2 separate regions of the Bicyclus anynana genome follow, and region 2 is linked to region 1. Evidence: chromatin contacts called from public Hi-C data. All regions are on one chromosome and are shown on one strand. The core of a region is the stretch at or near the end of the contact, and the rest is flanking DNA. Distances in the headings are between cores, read along the strand shown. Region 1 holds the start of LOC112047334 (all trans-polyprenyl-diphosphate synthase PDSS2). Region 2 overlaps LOC112047329.

Region 1 (3,742 bases), core at 515-3,014:
GAAAGAAGACCCCTTTCAGTTTCTACACGATATTGTAACGGAATACTAAATTACTTGGTGGTACGTCTTTGTTGGTAGGGTGGTAACTAGCCATGGCCAAAGCCTCCAAAGCTAAGTATTTAAGAATAGATGTATTACATAGATAATAAAATGTACTGACAAATGTTGAGTTAAACTGAAGGAATTGACAATCTTTCAGTTAATACACAAACATACTTCCTGGAATACTTTGACTATATTCTCTCACACATGCTAGCTAAGCTGAACCAGTTAATTTTGTAAAACCTAAAATTCCTGTACAAAATACAAATTATCATTTTCTTATCCCTGTTTTAAAAATAAAACAGCAATTAATATTCAACTTCTTCAAGTTGTACACAGTCATGTTTTAGTGCGAGCAACGGCAAGCATTTACTTTTAGTTTAATGGCCTAAGAAGATTACAACTTCTTTAAGTATGTTTTTACATGTTTTCTAATAGTATCGTTAATACTTATTATAATAACTTATCAGACAGATTAGAATAAATTAAGACCTGTGTAACTAAATTAGAGAAGAAATTTTCTAACAGCATTGTTAAATTGTATGGTTTTAAGTTTAACTCATTGCGATTAATAGGTAAAACCTTAAATCTATAATTTAACACTGTGCTTATTATGCACAGCAGTGTTTAAATATAATTGATGAAATGGACCATAGTAGTTATCATTATAATATTATTAAAACTAGAATTATTAGTCTTTTTCAGATTATTGATAAATGTTATTTCAAATATTAAAGATGATCAGAGAACTGCGCAGTTCTTTGTCAAACAGTAGGGTGCCTTGGGAATTGAAAATCGTGTATGGAAAGGTATTCATGGAAAATTATTAACATCTTGTCGACAACATGTAGTTTCAGTTTACACTGACTGCAGTGTTTACCACGTATGCAAATACACGTGGGCCTGGGCCTTGGCTAACTATGATCGGTAATCGGTTAGCAGAAAAATATTGAGTGCACAGAATTCCTTACCTCAAAGCAAGTTCGATAAGTAAACGAAACTGTGCACGGCTAACGCACTATATAAAGCACTTGTACAGACCAAAGCTGTAATATAACAGAAACACAATAGTTTTAGTTAAGATTTGTAAAATCAAGAGCACTGAAAATGCCGGTAAATTGTAGTGACCCTTATCAGTCGACTACACAAACCGGTGATACGCGAGTGACTGAACTTGATTGATTTGAATTTTGAGCGAATGGGATTTTCGTATGGTGAACGAATGTCATATGGAAGCTTCTGATTGGTTAAATCAAGATTGAAATTTCAACAAGTGTTGTTATTATATAAAGAAATAATTACCCTAATTAAAAAGTAGAAAATGAGTAAAAAAATATTAAATAAAACTATAGTTTTGAAGAAGTATACAGTAAACTTAAATAAGTTCAAGAAAATCTACGATCCGACAGTAAATTATATACCATCTAATAGTAGCTAATTTTACCTGTGCTAAGGTAAAACTAATAATACTGTATTATAGTTTACGTTAAAGTTTCACTATGTTAGATAATTATATTCTTAGGTAAACAAAATGAGTAGATATATTTTTAATATTATTTTGTTTTGTTGTAAGTTGTAACAAGATAATCATGTAATTATCACATCGTGACATACAAACCGATGTGCCCTAATTTCAGCAAGTTTTGTTTATATGGCAACACCTTCCTCCACCTCGCTATACGTCACAATTTCATTCCGCACTTTATCCCCATTCAGCTCTGATTGACCAATCGTATATCAGTTAAATATTTTAGCGGCAAAGAGTTGACCGTTCGTAATGTGGCGCGTACATAAAACAATTTACGAAATATCAATTTACGTAAACGTTGCATAAACTTACAAGTTTTGCAATAGAATATCTCAAAGTTAACTCTTTGTCAATCCGCATATACATATAAAATTAATTTTGTTAAGGCCGTGGGCTATAATTTTTCCTAGTTTATATCAATATTTTGGATTTAAGTTTAAATTTTTGGTGTTGATAACTGTGCAAAAATGAGTTTCAGTTGTTTGCGTTGTGTAGTGCGTTACGATTTAGTGAAAGTCAGCAGAGTCAGCCCATCGAGTGCGTTGGTTGCGAAATATTTGGGATCCTCGCGTGAATTGAACACGAGTGCCAATCTCCGTGCAGTTGCCCAACAAAACACGAAGCCGGACTGGAACCGGGCCGTCAGCGAGGCAGAGAAGATAGTCGGCTACCCGACTTCGTTTCTAAGCCTCCGATGGGTTTTGAGCGACGAAATAGCTAACGTTGCGTTGCATTTGAGGAAGCTCGTCGGCAGCAATCATCCTCTACTGAAAACTGCGAAGTTAGTAATGTTCTATATTCAAAAATATATTTATTGCTATTTTTACGAATATTTCTGTCTTTCAAAATAATATTAGTTATATTCCTTTCCTAACTCACTATATAGTTTGTGCGAGGAATGTGTACAATATAGTCTGACTAGCTGACGCCGCGCGGTTTCACCCGCGTGGTTCCCGTTCCCGTGGAAATATGGGCATAATATAGCCTATAGCCTTCCTCGATAAATGGGCTATCTAACAGTGAAAGAATTTTTCAAATCAGAGCAGTAGTTCCTGAGATTAGCGCGTTCAATCAAACAAACAAACAAACAAACAAACTCTTCAGCTTTATAATATTAGTATAGATTAGTATAGATGACTCGGATGGTCGGGGATTGAACTTTCAGGCCGGAGTATTTAATCGTAGAGCTATTTCATTTTACTTATTTTTGAACATCAGCCGGGCTAGCATGGGCAAGGGACAAAATTTTTATCCACCCATTATATCCACTGACTAAGGATATAAATCCACCCGTCATAGCATGGCCACTAGGAAAAGACAAATTAATCCCCGATTGACATTACGCGTGGAGATCTTTTCCTCGACTATGGCATATGGAGTGGATAAAATGATATACTTTGGGACTTTTGACATTTAAACGCGATAAATTTATCCCTGTGAAGTTGATGTGGGGATAAAACTTTACTTAAAAAAACAATTATGTCTCGCATGTTTTGGTCTGTAACAATTGCTTCGCAATATGGGGTGGGGTAGGGGTAGGGTAGGGGTAGGGTAGGGGTAGGGTAGGGTGGGGTAGGGGTGGGGTAGGGTAGAGGTAGGGTAGGGGTGGGGTAGGGGTGGGGTAGGGTAGGGTGGGGTGGGGGGTAGGGGGAGGGGGTTAGGGGTGTATGGGGGTATGGGTTGTGTAGGGGTGGGGTAGGGGGGAGGGGGAGGGGGGTAGGGGGAGGGGGGTAGGGGGGTTACGGGGGTAGGGGTGGGGTAGTGGTGAGGTAGGGTAGGGGTAGGGTAGGGGTAGGGTAGGGTAGGGGTAGGGCAGGGGTAGGGTAGGGGTAGGGCAGGGGTAGGGTAGGGGTAGAGGTAAAGAAGGGTAGAGTAGGGATAGAGAATAAGTGCACTTATGTCACAACGAAGCTTGACCGGGTCCGCTAGTATGATAGATACTATAGATACCTACTACAAACCACCGCAAAAAACAATCACCAAACAAAACAATGCCAACAGAAAACAGATAATATGCACAAAATAACCAAATATTATCAAATTTACGTTTATTTCGGACTATTAATATACCTGATGCCAATTTATAAGATATATACAAATGGGTTGACAAGTCTTTCCCTCCGTTTATCCACCGGGGATATTATATCCACCGGCGTGCCCATGCGCGGTGAG
Region 2 (3,742 bases), core at 826-3,325, 36 kb before region 1:
TGGCGCACGAGGCCCACTGGTAGTAGTCGCGCCGCTCCTTCGGCATGGTGGGGTCGTTGTGCCAGGCCTCGGGCACCATGGTCATGACGGCCTCGGGCAGCGTGCGGTTGCCGCAGTGGAGGAGGAACTCCAGCACGCAGTCCGCTGAGCCGGAGTCAGAGAGATTCGGCTCCACTACCGGGTAGAGCTTCTTCAAATCTGCGAAACATTTATAGTTTATTTATACAGGCTGAAAAGTAAGGATGATTGACCATTCTTATATTCGGAAAAGATTGTATATATTTACTGTTCTGTGGAAAACAAATATGCCCAAGGACCATAATAAAAGCTAATAAAAATTATGATTTAATAAGTAACAAATGAACTAACTAAAAATGTCCATGTGGTTAGTTTAGATGTGGGTGCGAGAGGAATAACAGCAAAATTTCAAAATTTCAGCTGTTTTTTTTTCGTCTACCCTCTTGCCAATGGTCTTCTTGTGCCTTTTTGCCCAAGTATGTAGTTATCATATATATAATTATATACAAGATTTAATGTTTCTAGTTCGGTAATGGAAGACTCACCTTTTCCAAAAAGCTCGCTCTTCATGACTCCCTCCCGAGCCTTCATGAGATTTACATTACCTCGTAATGTATTTATTTCGCCATTGTGGGCAAGTACTCTGAAACGTAAAATAAATTTAAAATGTTTTTATTGTTTCCAGCACGACCAAGAGTAAAATATAGGGTGCTGGGGAGTATTTTCCATAACTCTGGGATTATTATATTATTTACCTAAAATTAATTCAAAATGTTCTAGGAACATGAGTTCTAAAAATAATATTTACCTACTTTCAATTCAATATTTCTTTTGTAAATAGATCATAAAATGTGTCCCATAAATCATCTTTAATCTTTATAATTATGTCTTGGCCAAGCTTTACTTACGTATTTTAAAATGCGAAGATAGATAAAGGCGTGTGTTAGATGGATAGTCGGACATATTATATATATACATAATATAAAACGTATAAATATAATATGTCCGATATACCGTTGCTATGAACGAGGTGGAGAGCTATATGTCAATACTTGATTATATTTTACCTCAAAGGATGGGCACGTTCCCAGCTGGGGAAGGTGTTGGTTGAGAATCGAGTGTGCACTAACGCGAGGTACGTCGTGAACGCCGGGTTGTTCAGATCCTTGAAGTATTCCTACAACAAGACGTCATGATCATTCTTCGCTAAGCAATTATTAAAGTTAGAAAATAATTTGTTCACTGAAGTTGACGTTACACACATACGCGAATTCGGGTTGGCTTAGGTTAGAAGCGCAATTAAAGGTTTCAAAATTAATTATTTGAATATTTAAACGCAAACAGTCAAGCAAATATTTGCTTCTTACGGCTCAAGTCGAGAGGAATATCTTAGCATTCCATGGATTCACCGTGCGGGTGCCGGGTCCATTGTGGGGCAGAGAGAAAAACCCTGAGCAAATAGATCCCCGGACTTGTGACGTTGGGTGTAGGGTTAAGGACATACTAGACAGTTAGCTAACCCTCCCCTTCTCCGCTCGTGTTGTTCTCCTTGCTTAGCCAAAATTGGTAAGATCCTACTATTACATACATACATACATTCGAATATAGAAACTTGCTGTAGTTCTAGTGAGGCCAAGGTCTTAAAGCAAGTTATAGATAGATTATGCTGATATTCTATTCTGGGCTTTAAAGGTACTTACCCATAATTGATTAGAAGTCAGAAGCCCCTTGTAGACAACAGTTCTCAATGACAAGCTGCAGATATAGAACCGAGCGCCAGGCACCACCAGCTCATGGGACGCCCTCTTGCGGAGCACGAATATCTGCGAACACAACACAGCACCGTTCCAAGTAACAGCCAACGAGCAAACTACGTCAAGGCAAGGGTATCATTTAATACATAAAGGGTTTGTAAATTTACGTTTGCAACGACGGGCGGAGATCCGGCGGTGACGCGCGCGGCGCAACGATCTGAAATGAAAGCTCCAAGAGTGCTTTGGGTCCTAACAGATACATATGGGGGAGTCTGAAATCGCAATACACACTTTGCGAGTTCATACTCGTATGAGATGTATTTATTAGTCGGTGTGTTCCGGTTATGTTCTCGCTTGCTGTTCAGCGCTTACCTGACGTGCGAGTTGGTTTTCGTCGGCGATATCTCCGGTAACAAACACTTGTCGCATATATGGCTCCGAGTTACGAGCCACCTGACCTGAAAGCGAGCCAAATGAGCCCATTACAAAATGCACTTTTGGGTCTACCCTATTATATGAACTAGTCTATCGTGAACACCTACGTGACATTGTTTTGAGTGTCAAATTATAAATGTGTTGGTTCGATCGATGTTGTTCGCTTTGATGGTAATGATGAAAATGAATTATTTTAACCCGAAGCAATACAAATGATTTTGAAATGGTCGTTAAATTCGTCATGATAAATAGTAGATAGCAACCAATTTTACCATCGAAGCGAAATTTTAAAACCAATTCTACCAACATCGCTATTGGGATTGATAACATCAAATTACGTTTAATATCTTCTTTTAATTCTCAAACAATGACCCGTTCACATAATTCCAGTTCAAACAAAAGTCATAATTCATCTAGAATTAATTTACAGCGAAGATGACGTCTAGATGGATCCGGTTATTTTTAACCAATCGGATTGCATATACTACGGACTATACTCTGGATTATTGGTTACCCTTAAATAACGCGTCCAGTTATTAAATTACATATCTAATGATCACTGGATTTATAACTTAGTACTACGAATGCAAATCCTCTATTATTTCTTTTCAGAGTAATAAAGTACTGGATCACTTCTCTGGGCTAGGATTATGTGAATTGGCCCTAAATAAACTTTAATTACTGATTTTACCACAACCAGTGCGAACTGCATATATTTGTGTCATAAAACACCACGTTATGGGGCAAGTTATAAAAACGAGTTCAATTCAATGCGTTTCGAATTCCACAGTCCACACCGATCGCTCAATAAGGAATAATTCCATTCATTTGGACCAGGTCAATTCGTTACCACTTGTGATTGGCTATTGAGAGGAGTTCGATAGACGTGTGCAAATAAATGAATATTCCTTTCAAATAATGGTACCACGTTAGAGAATCTCACATCAATTGCGATAATACCATAAAAATACGGTTGTAAAAGATGTCTTTTTAAAACAGTAATATGAGAACTTTGTCCTTCAAAACGTCTCTTGTATTTGTGGCATCGTAAGTCCGGGCAAATAATAATTTAGTGTTATAAAAGGTAAATTATTTTTAAACCTAGTGTGGTTTTAGTAATTAATTACATACGTATGTAGTTTTTACAATACGTTTTTTTCGGAGTACATTTATTCAGTTGGCTAAAATAATTATTAGGTATCATTATAGATAGCCTCTAGCTAGTTTATACTTAACGTTGAATACCTAATACCTTAAGAGCGCGCAGCGCGTCGGTACGATATGGATAAAATTCGAAGCGCAAACGAGACGCCGAATTATGACTTTCACGTGATTGAAAAGCACGGAGCGATTGACGCGCGATGCAAATTTTATGACGTGAGCGCCAAAACCATTTTTACCTAATTGCAAGTAAATTAAACAACATAACGAAAAACAAAATGGCCATGTTCAAGATATTTACTTAATTTTCTATACAAAACAAAAATTTAAGAAAATAAGTTTGCTTTTCCTGAGATTGAAAGCAAAATGTGAGC

The links. A called contact is a pair of places that touch in the nucleus more often than the background predicts.
Region 2: a contact with region 1 is called in a Hi-C map of whole body, with 2.1 times the contacts expected there. The contact joins the enhancer-like site here to the promoter of LOC112047334 in region 1. A contact is called at or near these places in 2 of 2 Hi-C or Micro-C datasets (whole body and whole larva).

What each region holds. Positions count from the first base shown.
Region 1 is chr7:1,211,707-1,215,448 of ilBicAnyn1.1, reverse strand. LOC112047334 (all trans-polyprenyl-diphosphate synthase PDSS2) reads left to right here and starts at 1,764. Exons shown (of 7, transcript XM_024084424.2): 1 at 1,764-2,351. The coding sequence starts at 2,038. It overlaps LOC112047329, which reads right to left and starts at 1,222. Exons shown (of 43, transcript XM_052882370.1): 1 at 1,014-1,222.
Region 2 is chr7:1,247,929-1,251,670 of ilBicAnyn1.1, reverse strand. It overlaps LOC112047329, which reads right to left. Exons shown (of 43, transcript XM_052882370.1): 5 at 2,145-2,230; 6 at 1,719-1,841; 7 at 1,086-1,195; 8 at 564-661; 9 at 1-198. Among protein-coding and RNA genes, the nearest start is that of LOC112047330, 33 kb to the left of the region's middle. Within about 2 kb of position 2,075, at least 4 of the 8 cell types and tissues checked have open chromatin away from gene starts, as enhancers often do.